2 separate regions of the Triticum aestivum genome follow, and region 2 is linked to region 1. A link is a contact called in public Hi-C data. All regions are on one chromosome and are shown on one strand. Each heading gives the region's core, a stretch centred on a gene start, on an enhancer-like site or on the middle of the called end of the contact. The rest is flanking DNA. Distances are from core to core; before and after follow the strand shown.

Region 1 (7,942 bases), core at 3,386-5,885:
ACTCCCCTCCCTCTGTCGAGGACGAAGACGACAGAGGAGGGAGGCGGGCTGGGCCGCCTGCTGGCTGGGCCGGCCAGCTGGCTGGGCTGCACAGGGAGAAGCCCAGGTAAGTTTTCCCTTTTCCTTTATTTCTGTTTTCTAATTTCTGACATTTGTTTTGATTTAAATAATATATTAAATCATTTATTTAACTTATGTCAATTTTTGCAGGAGCTAGATATATTATTCCAGAGCTCCTTTATAAATGGCATAATATTTGGACATATATTAATATATATAAATAATATATTTCTAATGCAAATATTTATGCATTAACTCCAAATGCCCAAAATAAATACCTATGAGCTCTTAAAAATATTGGTTTGATTTTTATCTCTGTCCAATATTTTCAGAGAGCAACATGAGCATTTTCTTGGACCCTTTTGGAGAAATTTTTATTTGGATCATTTTCAAAAATGATTCTGAGGGTTTCACAAATCCCCATTTCAAATTTAAATGGAATTTTAAACATGATGCACACACTCTGATGCATGACTAGCTAGGGTGTGACAACGAGCCATGTCACCCCGAACACAATTCGGAGCAGACGCCCGAAGACAATGATCCAGAGGGACGAGTTAATCAAACCGGCCCAGGACAAGAAGACAGTCCGGATGATGATGCATTCATCATTCCGGAAGAACGCATGGAATGAGATAACCTCCACAGAAAGCTTATGGCCACAGCGAGAAGTCTGAAGAAGCAGAAGCAACGACTTAAAGCCGCATAAGAAACACTCAACCACAGATGGAACAAAGTGCTAGACATTGAAGAAAGATATGGCGACGATCGCCATACAAAGAGCTACCCAAAATGCAAGATGCTGCCAGAATTCGACGACGAGGCCGTTCCACCAAAGAGTGACACGACTAGGAGGCCAGATGTACCACTTCATAACCGCAACAAAGCAGCTACCGACGCCGCGCATGATCTACGTGAGCACCTGGATAAGGAAGCTGGCGCAGCTAGGTCCATCTACGGATCTAAAAGACACACCCCGGCGAGGGACTGTAGTCATCAAAACGATTATGCCAATCAAATACCAGTTCGGAATAAACACCGGACACAACAACAGCCGATGGCATGCCACAGCACGTCCAGATACAGAGGGGCTGCTCACCCCCTATGCTTTACCGAAGAGGTACTGGACCATGAATTCCCACAGGGCTTTAAACCTATGAACATAGAGGCATACGACAGAATGACAGACCCAGGGGTCTGAATAGAGGAATTTATCCTACATATACATATGGCTCGTGGGGATGACCTCCACGCCATCAAATACCTTCCCCTCAAACTAAAGGGACCAGCTAGACACTGGTTGAAAAGCCTCCCCGAAAATTCAATTGGGAGTTGGGAGGAACTCGAGGATGCTTTCAAGGCGAATTTTCAAGGGACTTATGTTCGGCCTCCGGATGCTGACGATTTAAGTCACATAATCCAACAGCCCGAAGAGTCCGCCCGCAAGCTTTGGAACAGATTCCTCACCAAGAAGAATTAAATTGTCGATTGTCCGGATGCCGAAGCCTTAGCGGCATTCAAACACGGCATCCACGACGAGTGGCTCGCCAGACACCTCGACCAAGAAAAGCCAAGGACAATGGCAGCCCTAACAAGCCTTATGACTCGCTTTTGCGCGGGTGAAGATAGTTGGCTAGCCCGTAAAGGCACCAGCGACCCTAGCACATCCGAAATAAGAGATGGCAATGGGAAGCCACGGCGTAATAAAAACAAACGCCAGAACAAGGAAGAGAGCCCGGATAACACAACGGTTAATGCCGGACTCAGGGGCTCTCGGCCTAATCAGCAAAATAAGCCATCTAAAGGCAGTAAAGAGGGACTGTCCGGTCTAAACAGAGTCTTGGACAGACTATGCCGAATTCATGGCACCCCTGACAAACCTGCAAACCACACGCACAGGGAGTGCTGGGTCTTCAAGAAGGCCGGCAAACTAAATGCCGAACACAAGGGAAGGGAAACACCAAGTGAAGACGAGGATGAACCTCGCCAGCCGAACACTGGGGGACAAAAAAATTCCCACCAGAGGTTAAAACAGTGAACATCATCCACGCGACTCGCACATCCTTGAGAAGGCACAAACGCGTGCACAGAGATGCATGCGATGTAGAGCCCATCGCACCTACACCTAACTACTGGATGTCTTATCCGATCACCTTCGACCGCTCGGACGGCCGAACTAGTATTCGGCGCGAAGGATCAGAGACCTTGGTGCTCGACCCAATAATCGACGGATACCATCTCACCCACGTCCTCATGGACAGCGGCAGCAGTCTCAATCTAATACATGAGGACACTGTCCGCAGGATGGGGATAGACCCATCCAGAATTAGTAAAAGCAACACCACCTTTGAAGGGGTGATACCAGGCGTTGAAGCCTACAGTAGGGGCTCTGTCATACTGGAGGTAACATTCGGCTCTCCAGGCAACTCCAGAAGCGAAGAACTACTCTTCATCATCGCACCCTTCCAAAGCAACTATCACGCATTGCTTGGAAGAACGGCCTTCACCCGCTTCAACGTATTGCCGCACTATGGCTACCTTACAATCAAGATGCCCGGTCCACGTGGTGTCATCACTGTTAGCGGAATAACAGAGCGCTCTTCAGGCGCAGAGGAACACGCGATGGCCCTAGCGGCCGGACTATAAGCGACCTCCGATATCAAAAAAAAACATGACTGGTCGTTAAGACCACAGACACGGTTAGACGAGTCCGGTAGCCCAGATCGAACCAGGGCAACGTATCTGTAATCCCACAGCGGATACCAGGGGCTATAAATACTTAATAAAACCCCACACTTGGGTCAACCTTATTGACAGGCCAACATCTTACACTTTTGTTATCCATCGCATACTTACGTTGTACTCTCCTATGAGTTTTCTTTTTCCACACACAACGTTCGCGCGATACCCTTCCAGGATACGGCACAACGGAGACAAAGGCGCAGACGTGCAGCAGGGCCCCGTTCAACATGTTTCTTTTTAGATTAAGCCCCTGTGTAAACCTTTTCTATTGCCTCTTGTTGTTTAACCATCCCATGGGTTCCATACCCACAAAGGATACTGCCGTTTTTGGCATTTCGCCACGACAGATTACCGCACGTAGCTGGAAAAATAGGGTTTATAATGAATGGGCATTCTTGAGCCCATCATCTGTTATAAAGTCCGAATACCTTCGGGAGTGTTCGGCGTCACGAGTTTAGCCTTATATGCATCAGCTTCGAATCATGTCTTTGGTCAAATGTTGGGTTTGCCCGGCTCCTGGGTTTGCTGCCTTACGTTCCGTTATTATCGGCTAAGGTGGCCAAAGGAGAACTACTGCGATTGTGCCCTGGTTATTCCGGATGAGCACCTCAGTAGAGAAAGCCGAAAACTAACTGTCGTGATGCAGCGAGAGACTGTTCAACCACTCGAAGACTCACCGGAATCTTTAGGATTCCTCCGCATTAACGAAGGGCCATTTCCCGCTCATGTACATATGCGCCCGTATTCAGATGTACGCGAATGTACCAAGGGCTACATAGTAGCCCCAACGTTAGACTCCCATGGCTAAGCGAAAGTGTTACAGCTATATAGTCTGGTTGCCTAGTTCGACGTGCGATCACCTCCTTAATGGACCAAGACGTTGGATCAAGTGTGATTACGCATATTTTTCGCGAACACCCCCGCATTGTATGCGTGCGGGCTTAAGCCAACGATTGCTAACTTTCGGATTACAATTTATATATATATATATATATATATATATATATATATATATATATATATATATATATATATATATATATATATATATATATAGGGAAAATGCATCCTAATACCGGGTGTAGTTACACCCATTTCTCATATACTACCATGTGGTAGTATATACTCTACTTTATTATTTTTAATATGTTCACATACTATATCTAAGATACTCCAAAGCGAGTTATGTGAAAAAATTGCATGTGAGCCCATGTTTTTTAATATTTGTGAAATACGTACATATTTATACATATAAAGGAGTATGCTCAAAATATACTACATACTACCTAAAAAATAGTATATATACTACCTAAACATTCTTACATATTACATACTACGCGTACATACTCTCCTATGATAAATACTACCTAGAACATATGAAACAAAAGTGGGAGTAACTACACCCGGTAGTAGGAAAAAATTGTCATATATATATATATATATATATATATATATATATATATATATATATATATATATATCTTTCCCTAATAATAATAAAGCACGGATTGACTTTGTCGGGTTCACCGTCATAATACGCTTCTTCCCGTAAATTTACGCTTTCAGTTTCAAGCCTACGTATATCCAAGGTGGTACTAAACTAAAACTACGTGTGTGTGCTGCGGTCGTCCAGCGTTCAGCGTGTCTTCCACGATCATCCTACGATGTGGGCCAACGAAGGTACGATGTGGCCCATCAAAAAACGGCCCAATGCAAAACATGGGAGGGAAAAAATAGCCAGTTTGCTAATTCGAACTCAAAACACGATGTGGCCCAACAAAGAACGGCCCAGTGCAGAACAGGGGAGGGAAAAAATAGCCAGTTTGCTGATTCGAACTCAAGACCTCATACCATAGGACTAAGGTCATGACCAACTGAGCTACCTCACGTTATGTTACAAAAATAGAGAAAGCTTGATTCGTGTATTAGTCCCATATCGGTTGCTTACATGCAATCCTATTAACTTATATACGTCTTTTATTTTCTCTGAGTATCAAGGTGTTGTCTCATGAATCAATAAGAAAGGAAATAAGATGTCGTAGGAAGGAAGCAGAATTGAATTCTAAAGGGAGGAAGAAGGTTGTGATAGAGTAAATATTATAACGAAGAAAAATGTGAGGAGGGGAGCAGAATCGAATCATGATGCTGATATTAAGAAAGGCCAAAGGGAGGAAGAAGGCTGGCCTGGATGTCCCGCCACGCCACTACATGGATGATTTTGAATGAGGATTATGGGCTCGCCTGTCAGGTGCATAATTTAAGCGGGGACGCGCACTCATGCATAAACATGTGTCTGTGCTCTAGCACTTTGCATTTTGTTGGTGGCATTGCAAGCAATGCACAACATCCACATGCTCTTTTTTGGGGGGTATTTATTTGTCTTTCGAAAAATGCTAGCTTTGATTGATTTAGGTATGATTTACCTAGAGGAGGGTTGTACCCTGCACAAGGCAAATGAAAGGCACAAATGAAAAATAGGAGGGCGCTAGAGCTGGATTGTTGGCGCTGGGGCGTGCTTGAGTATAAAGGCATCCCAATCATAGGAATAGACCAGACCATATATATTAACTGAAGGTAATCAATCGTAAAGCCTGCATGTTAATAATGTGCACGTGTGGACAATTGAGCATCTGCAAAAAAAATCTCCATTATAATCACTATGCACTCAATGTCTCCTTTTTTCCCTTTGGTAGTATTCTCATCAAAGATAAAAACAAATGGTGCATGTTTCGATACTAATATATTGATAGGTACATTTTTAAAATAAATTAATCCACAAAATTACTGATATTAATACCTAACTAACAAGCATGTGCAAATAAAATATAGAATCTAAGTGTCACATGCACTGACACGAAGTTCAACATCTAATCCAAGCATCACAAAACAAAGGTGAGCATTATTATTCAAAGGAACTAAGAATTAACGTGCTAAATTTATTAAATGAATGAATAATTTTGAACTGACTAGCCACGCTCATATTGGGTTGAGTATATGTGGAGGAAAAAATCTCCCGTTGCAACGCACGGGCATGTGTGCTAGTATATATATATATATATATATATATATATATATATATATATATATAAGTGGCCGCACAGGAGACACAATCATATTTTCAGGCAAACAGTATAAATATAGCCTCATAATCAAAATAAACATTATTTTTACAATGATTCAATTCATCATTCAAACAAGACATTCTTCGAGCACTGCGTCTTTATTAGGCGGGCACCTTCGGTGACCTGCACCAAGTAGTGCTTGGCCGGATATTGGCCTCCCGTCGGATCCTGGGTCACTATAATGGTGGCCTCCATATCCGTCCAATAGGCTTTAACGCGGGCAAGAGGCATCCGCGCACCTTCTACGCACGCCGACCTTCTCATGGCATCGATCTGAGGCATGGCCCCAAGGAATTGTTGCACCAAGCCAAAGTAACTGTCCGGCTTAGACCCCTTCGGCCAAAGATGGTCTATTACAGATCGCATTGCAAGCCCGGACAGCCTGTGAAGCTCCGCTATAGCAGCCATCTTGTCACTTAACGGCAGCGGGCGAGTGGGAGCATTGAATTGTGACCAGAAAAGCTTCTCCACTTCCTTATCACCTTGATCTTTGAAGAACTCGGCAGCGTCAGCCGTACTCTTCGCCAAATCCGCATATGCGTCCGCAGGACTCCAGCGTCCATCCAGGGGAGCGTACTTCGGATCGAAAAACTTCGTCCACAGCAAATAGGAGCCCCCAGCCACGATTTTACCGGCCTGTTGAAGCTCCTCCCGCGCACCCCTGAGCTCGGTCCGTATTTCCTTGGCGGCATTAAGTGCCTTGTTCAGGTCGGCCGAGTTATCCTCATGCTCCTTTTTAAGGAGCTCATACCGGTCAGCGGCATTTTTTAACTCAACAGCCATTTCGGCTATCTTTTCCTCGCTTCGGCGATGAGCAGTCTGTTCGGCCCTCAATTCCTCGGCCGCCTTTAGGGCAACCGCATTGCTCACCCGAGCTTGTTCCTTGGCTTGAGCAAGTTCCGCCCTCAGGGCCTCCACGGCAGCAGCACCATCTGCAGTCCAAACATATCACATTAATATCATGCCACCTTCATATTTTTCTATACAAAGGAAGGCAAGACACATACCTTGTGATTTGTCCAGCCGCTCATTCACCAACGTGATATCGGCATCAATCGATCCAATTTGCCTCGTTAGTTCGGCAACTTCAGCGGACTGGCCGGCGGCAGGACCCACAGATACCTACACATATTTACAGCACAATCATTGGTTTATGATCCCCCGTTTGCCGCCTAGGGCGGGCAACCAGAGTCTCAGGGCTACTATCTATATGGAGCACACCTAGCGCGTGCCTCACAGCCAAATAAATAGTGTATTCTTCATTACATACCTCAAAGCCACTGAGCAGGCTTGTGAATGCTTCATTCAAACCGCTTGTAGCGGATGAAATCTTCTTGAGCACCGCGCTCATTATGAGCGGTGCTCCTCCGAGAGCGCAGCTCGCTCCAGTAAGCCCGTTAGTACTTCCGGCCGAACATTGAACTGTGCCGGACCCTTCCCATCGCCCCTCGTGTGAGCCAAACGCTCCGGACTCAGGGCGGCTGACGTATTGGCTTCCGGCTTCGGCAGATCCGGACTCCTCCGTGACGACACCTCGGTGTGGCCCGCTTCATAAGTCGGAGAGGCGGGTGGGGTCTCGCTCTCCATCATCTCCGGAGGAAGATCCCCTGAAGACGAACCTTGTTGAGAAGAGCTGCTAGCCGGACTGCAAAAAGTCGAATCCTGGTTATTGATCTAGGAGAGACACAGTACCTTCAAATTGTAGATGGACTTACAGCTCGGTGAAGGGCTGGCCCGTTGGTGGGCATGACGCGGTGAGGGTGCTCATCGGGGCAGGGGCCCCTGAAGATGCCTTTTCCCCTGGTTTGGGCATCCCCGCCTCCAAGTCTTTGGAGGCAGCCCTCTTCTTCCCGCGCGGGGAGGAGGCCTTAGCCTCCCTTACCCGACTATCCTCCTTAGGGGAGGTAACAATTCCCCCGGTTCGGATGCGTAGCGTGTGGAGTTCGGTTTCTTCGTTCTTCCCCTCGTCCTTCCCTGAGGGCATTCTGCTGAGTACCCGGTCAAGCATCTTGGCCATG
Region 2 (7,942 bases), core at 3,651-6,150, 410 kb before region 1:
ATTTTATTATGTGTTCTCACTTCTCAGAAATGTTGCCTGTACCATAAAAATCAGACATAATGTGCTAATTAATAAGAAAATTTGTCCCTTTTGAGGGAAAACGAAAGTTCTTGTGCCTAAACAAATATTTTCTTTGTAGCACATTATAAGTGAGTAACATATAGGAGTAGTTATATTCATTTTTCTGCCTGGTTCTCAAGTAGGGATGCAAATTTCTGATCTTCAGGGTACCCTCTGACCCTTGTTTGTTCAACCAAATGAACTAAATTTTCAAAGTGATGTGACTTTTAAAAGTTTAGTTCATTTGGTTGAACTAAAGAGGGCCAGAGTGTTATGACCGGCATATTAGGGGCTTAGCCCAGTTAGTTGTGGCCCAGTTTATCTTATCGTTATTAGGGGCTTAGCCCAATTATCTTGTTAGGAGGATTATATAAACTCGTGTAAGGACCCGTTTTGGGATTAAGCAAGAAGCAATCATATTTGCCCGGCTTCCTTAGGGAGCCGGGAGAGCTAACCCTAGCCGCCGCTGCTCTCTCTCTCTCTCTCTCTCTCTCTCTCTCTCTCTCTCTCTCTCTCGTGCGCACGCAACGACGGCGCCCCAGCGCCGGCGACCACGCCATCCCTCCTTCCACCCCTACAACCTGAGACCACGCCCTGGTAGGGATCCGGTTCCTACCAATTTGGTATCAGATAGCTTCGGTGCGATTATGTCCTCGCCGCCGCCCACCCCGACCCTTCTGCTACCGACCGCGACGACCGCCCCGATGGCCACCACGGCCAGCGCCACGCTCTTGCCGGTGCCGGTCACCTCCGCCGCGCCCGTCCCCGTCGTCTTCACCCCGGAGGAGATGACGGCTGCCATCTGGGATCTCACCCAGGCGGTCACGGGCATCTACACGTTCCTCGCAAGATCCTATGGCCGCAGCCGCCTGTGCCCTTCGCCTCCGCCCTGCCGCCGCAACAGCCGCCGTCCTCGGCGACCCCCGTCGCCGTCGCCATGCAACAGCTGTCGTGGCAGCCACCACTAGCGACGAACCCCGACGCCTCCACCATGCAGCAGGAGCAAGACCATGGCCCTGGGCATCCCGACGACGGGCCCGGGGGTGCCCATCCACCAGGTCCGTCTCCGTTACCGGCCTGGCTCGCTGGGTCCCTTGCGCCGGTCTACACGACGGCCTCGGTCGGGCCGCACGTGCTGCCTCCGCCGGCGACACACCCAGCCATGCAGTTTGGCGGGTCCTCGGGCTACGCCGAGCCCTTCGCCAGCGTCGACGGGCCCCTGTTCCAGGGCGGCACCCTGATGCCCGCCTACTCGGCCCCGTCATCCTCGCTGCGTCGTGCTGATGAGGCGCACCTGCCCGTCGTCCAGGTCCAGACGCTGCCAAGATTCTCCAAGCTGGAGTTTGCGACGCACGACGGCACCGTCGACCCCCTGAATTGGGTCAACCAATGCGACCAATTTTTCAGGGGACAGCGCACGCTCGCGTCCGACCGCACCTGGATCGCCTCGTATCATCTCCGAGGAGCCACGTAGACGTGGTACTGCGCCCTCAAACAGGACGAGGGCGGCATGCCACCATGGGAGCGCTTCCGCAAATTGTGCCTCTTGCGCTTTGGTCCGCCTATACGCGGGAGCCGTCTGGCGGAGCTTGGGCGTCTTCCGTTCCTCACCTCGGTGCAAGACTTCGCCGACCGCTTCCAGGCACTGGCGTGCCACGACCCCGGCGTTTCGGCTCGTCAGCGGGCTGAGCTCTTCGTCGGCGGCCTACCGGACCACATTCGCGTGGACGTGGAGATGCGCGGGCCACAGGACCTCCAGATGGCCATGTACTACGCCCGCGCGTTCGAGCGTCGCGCGGTGGCCATCCAGCAGGCGACACCGCCCTGGGCCGCTGGGCCGCCACCCTGGCCGGAAGTTCCCGCGCAGGGTCGGCCTGCCCAGGCTTCCGCGGCGCCCCTCGCCGCGGCTGCGGCATGCCCGTTCCGCCGGTTCACCCCGGCCGAGCAACTCAAGCGTCGCCGCCAAGGGTTGTGCTTCAACTGCGACGAGCCCTACGTATTGGGCCACGTCTGCCCACGACTCTTCTACCTGGAGGTTGCAGACTACATTGAGGTGGACCCCGCCGTCGCCGGGCTCGGCGACCAGCCCGCCCCAGTTGACGCGGAGGTGTTTGGCGACCGTTGATCTGCCCCGCCTTCCAGCTCGAGGACGAGCTGTTTGTGCAGGCGGGGAGAGATGTTATGACCAGCATATTAGGGGCTTAGCCCAGTTAGTTGTGGCCCAGTTTATCTTATCGTTATTAGGGGCTTAGCCCAATTATCTTATTAGGAGGATTATATAAACTCGTGTAAGGACCCGTTTTGGGATTAAGCAAGAAGCAATCATATTTGCTCGACTTCCTTAGGGAGCTGGGAGACCTAACCCTAGCCGCCGATGCGCTCTCTCTCTCTCTCTCCCGCGCGCGCACGCAACGACGGCGCCCCAGCGCCGGCGACCACGCCCTGGTAGGGATCCGGTTCCTACCACAGAGAATACCAAAAGGGTAGACATTTGCACCCCGATTCTCAAGTAAGACACACCTCTAGTGATTTTCATCGATACATTTAGTATATTAACTGTAGGTTACCTGTTGCTACTTGGAACCAATACTTTATGATGTAAAGCGCTTAGTCTGACAATTGTGCCAATTTTTTAATATATATTTTGGCAGCTGAAATATCCTGTAGTGTTTGGTATACCTCCCAAACTATTATGAACAACGCCTCCTCTAGCACACTGCACACTATGCAATTCGAGTTGGTCTTTTTATCCAAACTTTGCACAAAGTAGCACTCCCTCAGTTTCTTTTACTCAGGTTTTCTTTGAGTTATACATCTCACATTTCAGGAACTTATTTCTTCTTTTAATTATTTCCCTCCTTCCAACAGACATGAATGAAGAGTCGACATTACTAAAGATACTGACACATGTTGTGTCTGGCTTTTATAACACTCTGTACATGGTACGAAGATGGCCACATGCCTGTTCATGTTAACATATTCCACACTGCCACTCGACAGATGAAGTCTAACTGGTGAGTTCTGGAAAGATTGCCAGACTTAGTTGACAACATAGAAAGATTTTTGTAGTGGGTACTGAAGTGAAATTACATTGATTTACATAAATGGTGTTACTTTTGTATCTGGTGTTGTAAAGTAGTAGTAAGATCTAGCAAGAAATATTTATAGCTGATATCATAATTCTCTTGGACATTGGTATCATCATTTCTTTGAATTTTATACAAGTTCTGTCATACATATCTATGCTACAAATATTTTAGTTACTAGGATGCTGAATTTCCCCTGTCGTCTATTCTATTTTCCACAACTGTGACACCTTAGCCTTGCCTGGTTGAAATTATGCCTAAGTGTGGCTGGTCAGTAGCATGGGGACGTAAGTCGAGATATGTACCACCTTGCTAATTTAAAGAGGGGTAGTCACAAATATAAATAAATACCAAAGGGCTCCCAAGGCAATAAGGTCCTGCTAGCCCTTTTTCTGCGAAGCAATGACAAAAGCATAAGCAGCTTAATGCATGTGCGGGCATACCAGTATGTACATTTGGTCTAGGCCAGTTGGAACCTTGTTGTGATACAACATATTGGCTTCACTTTTTAATCTACGAATCCTGTTTCTATTATATCCGCACTACTTTAGCTTCCTGTTTTCTGCAAGCTTTGTTATCAGCAACATGCTGCACAGGTGGGATTCGAATGTAACTCAAACACGTGCTTTTACTGCACCTGTCTTTTGTGAGTGTAATCTTGCTGGGTGTCTGGGTCTTTTCGGTAATTTGTGTAGCAGACACATGACTCTTAACAGGACTCAGATGACCATGAAGTTTTGAAATCAATATATTTTTCATCTTTATTATCTTGTTTGAAGGTATTGGTATTTTAAATAATTTTCCTATCAGCATGCTATTGCAATTTCAAAAGGAGTATCCTAAATCATTTGTGCTGGCAGGATTCTTGTTATCTGGTTCAGATGAAATTTGATTAGCGAGGTGCTGGGGTTGCTATGTGTTTTGTTCTCTATCTACAATAGGTAGAGTGCATATAGCATCAGGTGTTGGGGTTACTCTACATGGAGCTCTTTATAGAAGAGAGAAAAGTGGCAGGTACAATTATTTGCTTATTACGTTCAGATGAATTGTTCCTTTGTCTCAAGGTCATATTTTATTGCTCTAAGTAGATGTAAATGTTGTACGGTAGCCAAATGTTGCACTCTGGTATTATGGTCCTCTGAGTACTTAAAATAGGTTCTATGATGTTGTTGTTTTTCCTCTTATGATTATCACATCGAAACCACATTCAGTGGAAACATGGAATGTTGGAAACCATGTCATGGACCACTCCATTAAAAATGTACAAGCGATATCAAGATTTATTGAGCCTGAAATCTCAAACCTTCCTTGCTCCACCTTCCTCCCTAACAATCTCCACCCACATGTGCTGCATAAAAATTTAAACCAACGAGAACTCAATGATCTAGGACTTTTCTGTGCCAGCCCTCACAATCTCCTTCTGTTGCCACTTGCCACCATGCTTGTAGTCACCCCTTGTTTTTACAGGATATAGCAACAAAGGCCCCTACTCCGTCTCACCCTTCCGGGACGCTCTAGCACACATTTTACTCCTCCGAGCTAGGGTTCGGTTAGGCAGTGGGCCTTGACCAGTAAAGCTGTGGCCGACCTTGACCTATCCAGTTCACAAACAACAAGGATGTGAGTGCTTCGAGTTTGTGTTCTGATTTGCGTCTTTTCGTTCCGGCCTCATGAATTTTCTTCACTTTTTGACAGCACAATGGGTGTATTTCTTTTTGTGGTCATGTTCATGGGGGCACTTACTCGGAGGGTTGTGCGTGCTTCTATCAATGCATCAAGTCGCAAAGCTTCTGCATTTTCTCTATGAAGGACCACAACATTATCTTGGTAGCTTACTTGAGCTATATGAAGCGATGTCATTTTTGTTATGTTTTGAATGATTTCTAATATTGTTTTTACTTGTTGGTATCAGCGTGGCCAACCTTCCAGACATGCAAGTATTGTGGGGCGGTTCCGTTTTAAATGATTGCCATGGCAGGTTAATCTTTTCCATTTCCTAACATGCCTTGTTCACCTGGATGCATGCCTTCCTTTTGCCGATTTGTATGTAGACTTGCATGAATTTGTGTGGGAATGAATATATTATGGCACGAACAGTGTTGTTGGTTGTGAGGTTTTCCCCAAGGCGATGTAGTCAGATTTGTGTCCATGTGGCTCCATACACGTGATGTTTACTGGTAGCTAAATCCTGAACCAACTTGTGGTGCCAACTTGATTTTTTTTTTGGTGCCAACTTGATATTATACTGAATCAAGCAGCGTGGATACTTCTGTTTGTTTCAGTCGGGATGTGATTGCTATTGTTACGGTACTGAAATCATTCTCAGGCTAATGGTATGAGGTTACACAACGGGTTACGGATCGATGTTAGCATGCATGTATGTACTGTATATAGTTGCACCTCATTCCACACGAAGCACGCGTGCAGTTCTTGATAAAACCATGCTCCCATTGTACAGGTCACACTGAATATGACATGGCTGCGAGAAGGCAGCACCCCGTACGCTCGTAGTGGCAGCAGAGCCTGCCCAATCGCCCCGTTTCCCTGACTGCCATGTCTCGACAGGCCAGCTGGTGGGTGCATCCCTCGCGTACGTCTCGTCCAAGTTTGGAAGGGAAACGTGCATAAGTTTCGATCGGGTTGGCCGAGGCCGAACCAAACGGCGGAAACGTCGCCACGGCATCATCGGGTCACCCAGGCTAGCCCCCGCGTGCGAGTTGCTCAGCCGGTGCTTGGAGCGAACGTGCTCGATCGGGCTCAGAGCAGGCGAGAGGACGATGTGGACCAGATCGGGGACAGCTGTCCTGCTGCCTGACACGCGCGGCGAGCACTGGCCCCACGCAGATCCTACCATCGGCTCGAACGGACAGCCGCGATGCTCCTCGATTCAAACCCGCAAGCCGTGCGCCGGTGACACCTCGGCCCCACGCAGTCCTGGCACCACGTTTACTATTTTCATCGGGGCCACGTGACAGAGAGGGAAATCGGGGGGCAGGCGTGCGCACACTGATCTTCTCTCCCCCGATGGTTCCATGGGGTCGCCGGGGTCTACAAATAGGCGGCCATTGCAGAGGAAATGGGTGGGAAGGAAAGAAGGCTGCAACCCCGCCCGGCCCCTGCCCCAGCTCGCCTCCTCCGCCTGCCGACGCCGGGTTTCGCACCCTGCGTCGCCGGTGGAGGCGGCATTGCCGTTGCACTACGGCGCATCTCCGGCGCCACGCTTCGCCTCGCCTCCCCCACCCCGCCTCGACCTGGTACGCCGCTGCTGGTAAGGCTCCGCTCCGTTCCAATGCCTCAATCCCCTCACCTCCAAACTTCCTCCACGGGTTGCTTGGGTTGTTTGCTGGGTGCAGCTCCTTCGCTGCATGCGGACGTGTCGAATTGACGCCTCCATTTTTTGTCTGTTGCTCTTGTTGATTAAACTCGGGGTAATTCTATGCGCTTGAAGGAAATGTAGCTCTTAAATTGATGCTGTACGTGTTACTATTTTTTGTTTGTTTGGAAGAATGCGATTCTTCGGCAATTTTTTCATCTGCAGCAGCAGCAATGAGCACGTAGGGTGAATTTTTCTCTATCTCTGTAGCATTTCTTTGGCCATCTTCTGGCACTTCTGTTTGAAGCGTTCTAATTACTTGCAGCTTTGGCGCATGGATGCAAATATGCAATCCCCTGCAAAATTGTAGCGCCATCTCACTACTTTGGGTTGTTATTAACATGGCCCCAAACATGCATGATTTGTACCCGCTTTTTATTTATGTGAATTTGGAGCTTGCTTCAACTTCTCTTCACGATTGCGGTGTGTGAAGCTTGTGTGCAGAGGAGATCTGGCAGCTTGATTGATTTCGTTAAGCAGAGCATGGCCACCGCATAAGCTTGTGCTATCATATTCATCCATGTATGGCGTTTGCTTCCCTTTGCTATGGCCTATTATCACATCATATTTGGCCCCAGCCTTTGGGGCTAGTTTCAAATGTCTGCCGGTCGATAGGATGCTTGCGTTTGCCTAATTCAGCTGGTCCAAATGGTCTGCTTTAATTACCCTTTTTCTTTTTTGGTTTGCCTGAAAGTTGAAAACCCTCCCTTTTTGGCTATCTCAGCTGTCAAGATAGTCATACAAAAAAATGTGCTCTTACCGTGTTCGGCACTAATACTAAACTAAATATAGCATCATGTTAAATGAAGGATACTGGGCATACCAAAGGCCATCATTCAATGGTTAATGACCAGTCAAAATTTGGCCCATCCAGCATGCTAAATATAGCATAATAAACAGAGGCAAGCCAAATTGGGCCAACCTTGCTATTTCCTTTGGCTGATACTTCACGTGCTAGCTATCGTATTCTTTCACAGACGAAATCTCAAGTTATGAAGCAACATTTTATGGGGTAATGCAACTCTGTCCATTGTCTTCATGCACAGTTTTCTTTGCAAATTCTCTTGGCTTTGTTTGTGTGGGAAGAACATGACATCTTCAGTTGATTTTTATGAGATGTGTTTTACTTGATGTGGCGTCCAAAATAGAACTTCTAGTCTTAATTCATTTTTATATGATGTTGTTCATAATCACAAAACTGTGATCATGAACAAGTAGTTTCAAATATGACTCCAGAGGTGCCACCTTTTTTTCCGCCAAACCTAAGTATTGTGGAAATAGTTGTTGGTATAGCCACACCTTTTCCTTGTTGGTAAACATTATATCTTGAATTAGAAATCTGTGGAGGTCTTATTAAAATTAAGACAGGGAATATATGACTCATCCTCTGTACACCATGCCTTTGCGCGCACGAAATCTGATT

The links. A called contact is a pair of places that touch in the nucleus more often than the background predicts.
Region 2: a Hi-C map of leaf shows a contact between it and region 1, with 4 times the contacts expected there. The contact joins the promoter of LOC123114713 here to the enhancer-like site in region 1. A contact is called at or near these places in 2 of 5 Hi-C or Micro-C datasets (both in leaf).

The regions. Positions count from the first base shown.
Region 1 is chr1B:181,498,799-181,506,740 of IWGSC CS RefSeq v2.1, reverse strand. No RefSeq gene overlaps it. Among protein-coding and RNA genes, the nearest start is that of LOC123114695, 17 kb to the right of the region's middle. Within about 2 kb of position 4,635, at least 2 of the 8 cell types and tissues checked have an H3K27ac peak or open chromatin away from gene starts, as enhancers often do. A contact at or near this core is called in leaf, where this site is marked.
Region 2 is chr1B:181,911,383-181,919,324 of IWGSC CS RefSeq v2.1, reverse strand. LOC123114713 (boron transporter 4) reads left to right here and starts at 4,900. Exons shown (of 16, transcript XM_044536158.1): 1 at 4,900-4,973; 2 at 5,059-5,124; 3 at 5,605-6,414. The coding sequence starts at 6,223. It overlaps LOC123114750 (pentatricopeptide repeat-containing protein At1g09900), which reads left to right. Exons shown (of 2, transcript XM_044536177.1): 2 at 2,929-3,252.